2 separate regions of the Gossypium arboreum genome follow, and region 1 is linked to region 2. The links are chromatin contacts, called in public Hi-C maps. All regions are on one chromosome and are shown on one strand. The core of a region is the stretch at or near the end of the contact, and the rest is flanking DNA. Distances in the headings are between cores, read along the strand shown. Region 1 holds the start of LOC108464815 (pathogenesis-related protein PR-1-like). Region 2 holds the start of LOC108464816 (lipid droplet phospholipase 1-like).

The links. A called contact is a pair of places that touch in the nucleus more often than the background predicts.
Region 1: a contact with region 2 is called in a Hi-C map of leaf, with 2.4 times the contacts expected there. The contact joins the promoter of LOC108464815 here to the promoter of LOC108464816 in region 2. A contact is called at or near these places in 2 of 5 Hi-C or Micro-C datasets (both in leaf).

What each region holds. Positions count from the first base shown.
Region 1 is chr8:105,476,291-105,480,806 of ASM2569848v2, forward strand. LOC108464815 (pathogenesis-related protein PR-1-like) reads right to left here and starts at 1,462. Exons shown (of 1, transcript XM_017765088.2): 1 at 624-1,462. The coding sequence starts at 1,282. The coding sequence ends at 779.
Region 2 is chr8:105,334,083-105,339,104 of ASM2569848v2, forward strand. LOC108464816 (lipid droplet phospholipase 1-like) reads right to left here and starts at 2,710. Exons shown (of 10, transcript XM_017765089.2): 1 at 2,113-2,710. The coding sequence starts at 2,453.

The sequences.
Region 1 (4,516 bases), core at 212-2,711, 140 kb after region 2:
TTAATTTAAAAATTAATTAATTACTGACATGGTATCCATGTGGCAATCCATGTGTATGCCATATTAGCAAAGTTAACAAACGTGAATTTTTTCATATATTTTGAGGTAATTTGACAAATAATATAAGTTTAAGAGCTAAAAGAGATGAAAATTTAAATGGATAATTAAAATGACTCCTATTTTTTTTGTAAGGTTGGAGGGAAGTCATTATGCCTATTCAATATGATCGGTTCGGATTAATATATATTTTAAAAATTGTATAATAAAGATAATAGAGTAAAATACCTTTCTAAATAATCTTACATTCGATTAATTATACACTTAAATCTTACATTTCAACTAAATTAACCAAACCAAATAATCTTATATTCTACTGAAGGAAACGCTACATAATGGTATTTCGCACATATATTAGTTGCATTTTTCCTTGACATTTCTAATAGAAATTATTGAAGACAGACAGAAGCCTAAAAAACTAAAAATAGGTAAGCAAGAAACAATCACACTTCAGGCAACAAGTTCCAATGTTGAAAAAATTATCTGGTTACGAAAATCAAGATTTTTTTTTTTTTGGTTTGTTGTTCCATTTATTAGTTTATTCCGGAGCTTCAATAGCAAACCAATATGTGAACTTAGAAAATTAAAATTGAAAAGGGGAAAAAAGGTCTAGTAAGGACTTACAGAAAACACAAAACCCCACGCATATATATGGCAATGTGAAAAACTTAAATCTCACATAACATCCACTTAAAAAAAAGGTTTAATGGGAACTAAGAATTCAGTAAGGTCTTTCACCAATATAATTCCCAGGAGGATCATAGTTGCAAGTCATGAAAACACCCCTCCCTCCATCGCACACCACTCTGGCGCACCCTACTCTCCTGGTTCTGCCCCACACAACTTGTGTATAGTGCCCGCATTCCTCCCCTCCGGTGCATGAATTAGACCAGTAATTGTACCATTTCCTTTCTGCAACCCACGCCACGGCCGCCTGGGACGGCGTCCAGCCATTGCCACTACCCCAGAAGATATTCTCCCCGTAAGGTCCATTGGAGTGCCTCAATGCACAGTCTTTCCGCCTTTGGTTGGCGTACCACTGAGCATAACGCGCCAGCCTTGAATCCCACACCAATGGCCGCATTCTGATGGCCACACGAGCAGCATTTTGAGGAGCCAAGAACTGATTAATCAGGCTCAGATAGTTAGCAGCCTGAGTGGTTGATATGAGCAAAAGGGAAACAATGATTGCGCCATAGCAGCCTCGCATTCGAGCACTATCCATTACTGAATGAGCGTTCGTTGAGGTGAGGAGGCCAATGTACAGCAAGGATTTCACAACGTATTATATATATGAAATTAAAATATTTTATTTATTTATTGTTAGTAGTAGTTGGATAAAGAAGGAGAGAGTTTGTATAAAAGTTTCAACTATGGGGTGGCAAGCATGTTCGATTATGATTGGCACATTTTGTTTTTGTTGGTGGGACAAAGTTTTTCAAAGCTTCCATTTTACTTTCTTAGGTTTCATAATTTCTTTTTCTTTCGAGGGTTTGCGCTAGTTTTTCTCGGGTCATCATTCTGATGAGTCCACGCCTCACGTTTTTAGATAAGAAACCACACAAAACGACACTAAAGATGGTGGTGGTGAGTGGCAGCATCAAAATTTGGGAGTTGAAGAATATATGATTTATTTTTATATTTCCTTCTCTATGGAACATAGAGCTCGAATAGAATAGTTCTAAGGTTCTCTACTTTCAACGTATTATAAATTTATATTTCATATAAAATACTACAATATTCTATATGAAATCTAGTTTTCATATATCCAATCAAACTACAGCATGTCATAAAAAAGTGTAGTGTTGAAGCTAAAATATATTGAATAAAAATTTAAGTGATTCTATACAGCTAAGTTTACGAATTGCTGGAATTTTACCAAACACTATATATACTCAATTTAATCATTATTCAATGAATCTACTGCTAAATTTATGTTTCTTTATATAAAGAAGAGTTAATTTCTGTCAAAAGTAAACTAATAATAACATATTATTTTAAAGTCTAGAAATTCAAGGTAAATTATATATGCACCCAACTTTCGTAAGTTTTTATTTTGGGTGCTAAAATAAAAATTTTGTAATTTAGACATTATTTTTACATATTTTTATTAATTTAGTCACTGTCATAACATATTTCTATCATTTTAGTAATTCATCGTTAATTTGTCATTATATACACTTATTTTAATTACCCAACTTTAATAAATTTTCATTTTGGTTACACTTTTTTTCAAATTAATTTTATTTAAAAAAACTGAAGATTTTTAGAGTGAATTAAATTATTCAACTACATAGAAGAAACTTGTGTTTTTCATCTATGACTCAATTCCATGTAAAAACTCAAAATTTTCCTCTAAAACTTAATTTTTAACTTTGCTAAAAAACTAAAATTAATTCTAAAAGGAAAAATAATAATGGAAATTAAAAATATAACAATAGTTTTTCATATAAAAATCTAAGTTTTTCCTATAAAACATTTAAACCCCAAATTTTTCCCTCTTATTGAAAAAAAACTACATTTAATTCTAAAAGGAAAAATTAAAGGAAATGAAAAGATAAATTTTCTTTTCCACTAAAAACTCAAGTTTTTCTCTATAAAACCTACATAATTCCTATAAAACTACAAGTTTTCCTTCTAGTTTATTCATAAAAATTGAAATTAATTCTAAAAGGAAAAAAATAAAGAAAATTAAAAGAGATAAATTGTTTTCTAACTAAAACTTTCCGAACTAAATTCACAAGTTTTCTCTTACTAAAAAATAAAATTATTTCTTTAAAAAGGATATATAAATATACATGAATGGATATATTCATACATGATTAAAATGGAAAGAAACTAAGTAAAGTGGTGAACAAAAAAAAAAATAGTGAAAGAGATTATGAAATTATGATGTGTTTTAATAATGTGAAAAAGTGGATGACCTGTCGTCAAATGTAGTAGTTAATTTGGATCAATTTTGCATTTAAAAAGCTTGTTTTTTTACGCAATTTAAGATTTTATATTTCGTTTTTAGTATTTAGGTCTTAGGATAGAATGTTAATAAAAATAAGTGTTTTTAACACATTCCGTAGGCGTTGTGACCCAATAGGCTGACACGAGCCTTAGGTTGTGCTAATTAGTTTAATTGAGTGTGTAGGATGGAAATATAAAGGCTTAATTGACGTGGAAGTAAAGGTCGAGTGATGCATTAGCTTCCCAAGACGTCAAAGGCCCAAACGAACGACAAAAGGCATATTTCTGGTCTTGTGTCGTGCCACACAAGGGGTGTGGTGCGACACGTTTCGACGTGCTTCCCAAGTTCATCGAAGTTATTTTTGTTCGTGCAATCAAAATTATACAAAGACCTAGGACGTGTCGAAGACTTAATTTGGGCTGCCAACACCTTTATAAATAAGACATTAGGGGTTGAATGTAATCAAGTCGTCCTAGACGCCTTCAAAAACCCTCATAGTTTAGAATTAGTTTTAATTTATTTTCTTTTTGGCTTTTAGATACTTTATTGTTTTTCTTCTTGAATCAATTTTGATTCAAGGACTTGTTTATTTAGTTAAAGTATTCAATTTATATTTTTCTTTGCATTTTTTTTATTTCATTATTTCAATCGAGAGATTTATTACTCCATTTCCCATTTATACTCAATTCACAATTATTCATATCTCTTTTCTTCTCTGATTCGATCGTGTGTCTCACATAATTTATTCAATCAAAGTTGAGATTATGAATACCATGAATGGTTAAATCTTTTAGGGAGATTAATTAGTGGATGAGAATGTCGCTAATGGAAGATTTGAGATTTCTTGAGATGAATTAGTTGGTATAAATTATGTGCTCTTAAACTATTAGGCATGACAACCCTAACAAGTGATCATAGGCTACATTAAATTGGAAGATAAGTCGAATCGAGTAAATCATAATTTATCTTGGTTGAAAAAGTGAGGTCGAAAGATAAACGAGTATCAACCAATCGATTAAGTTAATTAGAGTTGGGAGGTAATAATTGTTTGATTGGTGATTAATCCACTCTAGACCCCCAATTTGAAGTTAATTACAAACCTTGAAGTGAGTTAGTTTTCTTGATTGGTTTATCAATTTAATTCATTTGTTTTTTCTTTCTTTCTTTCTTTCTTTTTGTTAGTTATTTATTTTTAGCCATTTTAATCTATTTTACGATCCATCGTAATATAGGAATTAATTATTACTACTTAGACTTAGTATTGTAAAAAGTATTTTCATTATTTGTTTCATCCTCTCTTGGGTATGATCTTCGGAATACTTTTGGTATTTTGTTATATAACTTTATTACCATTTGATCTCTACACTAGCGAACACTGTCATTCTCAATTATTATATTATTCTAATGTTATATTTATTCTATAAATGATAATTTGTTTATAGGTGGTCAAGTTGTTGGTGTCCTTATCAAGGAAGTTTTGGCAATAAATTTTGAAATTAATTT
Region 2 (5,022 bases), core at 1,460-3,959:
AGACTTAATTTAACTAGAGAAGATGCTTGAGATATCAGTTGATGGCAATAACAAATGGACTTGGGATAATTATTTTATTTTAGTTTTTCTTTTTATATTTAAACCAATTTTAAAAATTAAAAGGAATAAAATTAATTTATGTGAGTTAGGTTGAGGGAAAAATATAATGATTAAAAAAAGGGCAAAGAAGTAAAGTGAAATAAATTATAAATATATAATTAAAAAGAACGAAAATGAAAAGAAAAGAAAATTATTTATTTTTATGTAATATACAAAAGAAAATTATTAGGTACACTACGAATGGATTGAAAAGCTCCACAAGTAGAAGTGTAATGTTGTCATGTCTCTTGAGAGAATATTTAAAAATTATTAGTATTTGATAAATTAGTAATATAAACACTTATCAATTACTGATTTTATTTATGAAGTCTAAAATCTATTAAATACTTTCCTTAAAAATATTAAAGATAAATTAAAACAAACTAAGTATCATGTTCTAAAATTCTATTTGTGAAGTTAAAAACTCCATTAATAATTTACAGAAGACTAACCTATATACAAAAGCAAATCATTTCAAATTTTTATGCTAAATATACGAAATGAGAGATAAAAGCGCTTCTTCTTCTTTCCTTCTTTTTTTATACTTAGTGGGAGATACAAGTTAAACATGCATATTTATAGGATTATGTATCTTTCGAAAGTTATTTTCTCTTATATCATTTTTCAATTTTACCAGTTAATGAATGAAAAGAATTCATGTTTCCATCATTCTTATTAAACACATAACAAAAATATATATTATCATCTTTTACGTTTTTCTCTTTCAATTTTTCATTTTTCCGAGCAACGCTTTAGTAGAAAAGAGAGAAATTAAATAAAGTCGCAAATAAAATGATTTGTTTTCCTACCACATCTAAAACGACCAGATTTTAAGAAAGAAAAGAAAAGGCGCAGAACTAATCCATTTTCATTCATTTCTCTAGTTCTCTTGTTTCACTCTTGCGAAAGTAAATTTGAAAAGAAAACAAGGTTACTTTCGGTTTCGACTTCAGGAAATAGAAATTATTTTCGTTTTCCTTTGGTTAAAATTTTTAAAATAATTTTTAAAAATAAAAGTAAAAATATGTAAATATTAAAAACAATAATAAATATTTTCTTATTTTCACTAAAAATATTTGTAAAAAATGAAAATGACGAAAATGAAAAGTTAAAAATCATATTTTTTTATTTTACTTCTGTTAAAATTTTAATTAAAAATAGAAAATAAAACTGATTTTTGAAAATAAAAATAGAACAAAGGGTAGCCTAATTTTCCTTTCGTACCTTTTTCTTGCTTGGGTTCGTTGAAACAGGTTTCTCCGTCCAAAATTTGCTCTTGGACCCAACAAAAAAATGCGGCTGTACGTTTGCGGTGTACAGTGTTTCCTTGAAAATCGAATCTCTCTCATACTTTACTATTATTTATAACCAGACATTTCAGAGTTTTTTACTTTTTTTAACCACGTCTTTTTTTTTTTTTGGTAAGAGGAGGAAGACTGAAGTTTTTGGCTAAAATTTCTTCACCAATTTTTCCAATTGTAACAACAAAATACCAAACTCAATATTTGTGAACTACATTGAATAATTCACTTTTGACCCAACAAATTTCAAAATACGCTTATGATTGAGGTAATTACAAGTTCAAAATTTTGGTTACTTGATAGTGATTTTACACATTGATCCCTAAAAGCTTTAAATGTTGCAGTCAAAAATATATTTTATATTTATCTTTGACAATTAAATTATGCTTAAACTAATTAATGGCCTGAATTAGGATATGATGCCAACAAAAACCTATTTAGAAAAACAAATGTTATGTCAATATATTTACTGGAAAAGCTAGCTTTATTATTATTATTATTATTATTATTATTATTATTATTTAAGGCAAAGCTAGCTTCAATATTACTAATCATCACTACCTTCCTTCGAAAAATGAATCATATTACCTCTCAAATTACAAAAATTACTAGTACGAGTTTAACTTTTTTTTAACAAAGTATTAGTTTAATTGAATTATTATTCTACTTAAAATTTTAATATCATATGAAATTCCTATAAAATGAAAGGTACCTTCCAATCAGGCCATTGACCATGATGACAAGATGCTCAGGCGAAAACTTGGAGGCCATGGCGTCGGGATCGAAAAAGTCTTGGCCGCCACTGTCTTCTTCGACCTTGATCCGGAGTTCAGGCTGCGTCTCCTTACTCTTGAAGCAACCACCGGCCATACTCCGGACCCACGCCATCTGCATCTGCTGCACCCGCTCATACGATAGCCAGTTCAGTTTCGGCTTCCACAGCAGGAACCCTAAGTTACTGAAGCAAATGGAGTGGCGATTCGAGTTGGGGATTCGGATCCTTCCAGGGCCTAGCGTGGCGGTTGGAGGTGGTGGAGATATGGCGGCAATCATGTGGAGGAAAGAAGCATGGACAATAAAGAAAAGGAAGAACGAACTGAAGTTATTTTAGTTTTTAGGATACAAATCTTTTTAATGTTATATATTATTTTGCACAAAGAAATTCAAAAGGAGGAAGATGGAGAAAATTGCGATTTTGTTCTTTCACGATATTTTTTGAAAGGAAAGAGAAGGCTAGGGAAACGGGTTGAGATTATTGGGGGTTGGGGTGATTCAATTCAACAGTTATATAATAATAGTAATAATTAGTATGTTTCACTAACCTTTTGTGTTGGGTATATTAAAATATAGAAAAAATTTAGAAAATTAAAGATATCAGGATAAATTATTTAATTGGTTAGGTTATTAGATATGATTTAATTGAATAAATCATTAAAAATATTTTAAAAAATTAGTTTAATTTTTAATTTGGTTTAATCGATTCATACTTATTTTCAAGTCAACTAGTTTGATGCCTTTTTAAAACTGGTAGTTCGACTAATTTAAACAATCCGACTCTATGTTTCACTAGAATAGAATAGAACAAAATTTGAATAGGATTAGTTAGGAATTAAATAAAGAGATAATAGTTATTATGTAGTTTAGTTAATTGAATAGAATAAACAAGTAATAGTATTACATTATTTGGTTGAATTACATGTTGATAAAGAATAAGTAACAAGTGTGAGAACAACATTACTACCCTTAAATAAATAATATTTTATTTTTATGTCAATTTTATATAAATTTGATTTAATTATATTTTTTGTAATAATTTATATTAGTGGCCAGCTAAGCATTATTTTTAAAAAGTACTTTTAGGATAAAAATACTTTTGAAATAAAAACATTGCTAAATAAGATTGTTTTAAGTTTTTCAAAAGTTCTTTTGGGATAAAATATTAATTCAAAAACACTTTTTAGTCGAAAGTAAAAGAGGAAAATTTTATCTTTTACTTAAAAGTATTTTCAGTCCAAAACATTTTTAAGAAGTAATGCTAAACTAAACTGAATAAATAGGAAACCATGGTTTCATTATATATTGAAACATTTTATAAGAAAATTATAGCAAATTTTAATAATCTAACTCAAATTAATTAACCAAAATTAAATTTGGAGTAGAATTGATAAATGATTTATATGCAATAAAATTAAGACTTGACATTCAAGATTTCAATACCAATTTTTGCCAACACAATAAAGTTTGAATGGCGAATCTTCAAGAATACATGAGAAGATTTATCTTTCTTTGTATATATCAATTCTGTTTAGTCTATTTGTATAAAAATTATAAGTTGATGTAATTTATAATTCTTTATAGTAATATTTTATAGTATATTTTAGTAATAAAATTTTAGATTATTTAAGATGGATTTTAGTAATACAATTTTGGTTTATTTGCAAACTATCACCTAAATTATATCTTATTGTCAAATTAGTATTTAAAGTATTTTTTTAATTACAAATTATACTTAAACTACAAATTTTGTCTTACTTTATCTTCTATATATATTTTCAAGGTCAAATAAATCATCTTTTATTCTCTTGAACAACTATTATACTTTTGCTGATAAATGCCCTTTAATAACTTACACAACAACTAAAGCTTTTGCAATAATAGGATTAAAAAAATTAATATGTACAAAGAAATTTTATAACCTAAAAAAGAATTTAAAGACAAAAGGTAAAAAAACTAAGCAAAACTAACTAGTTATAAATTAAAAATCACGAGAACATTTTAAAATTAAATTTTTCATTAAAATTGTTAATTTAACTATTAAAATTAAAACATAACTAGCAAACACCACCCTATTTATCCCAAATAACCAAAGAGGACATGATAGATATAAGCAATAAAAATATTATTTTATTCATTATCCCATTGATAATATATTTATGCAACATCTCACATAAATAGATCAAAATACAACACCAATAAATATAATTTTTATAACACAAGTTTCCATATCCTAACTCTGTTCTTTATTAAATTTTGTCACCAACTTAAAAATATCAATGTACAACCTTTTATCTATACACGTTTCCTTATAATAGAAGATAATAAAATCATAATTAGCATTCTTTATGAAGAATTACAAAAAAGAAAAAGAAAAAAAACTAAAAAGCAAACTTGAATTAAAGAAGTTAACAAATACCAAACAATTTTATAAACTAATCAACTCTAACGGTTCAACTTTGGGCATAATGAATTATTTCCCTTCAACTAGGTTGATTCCCTACTCACTCACCATTTCCCTCTCAAAACTTTGAATCAAAGTATTAAATGTCGATTTCAACTCATTGGGGCAACAGCATTTCAGTGCAAGCTTCTCCTTAATCCAAGTAAAGATGGTTATACAAGTACAAAATAATATTGTAACATCTATAAAATTAATAGCAAAAATTTTTAAAATTTTAACAATAGAAAAATTAAACGACAAATTAAAGTATTATCCAGCATATAAAAAAATGTAACTGTTTAGCTTTTAAAACTAAAAAATGTAACTGTTAAAAAGTAATAAAAGGATATTGAAATATTTATTAATGGATTAAAATGTATCAATGAAAAGGAAAAATCAAAACAT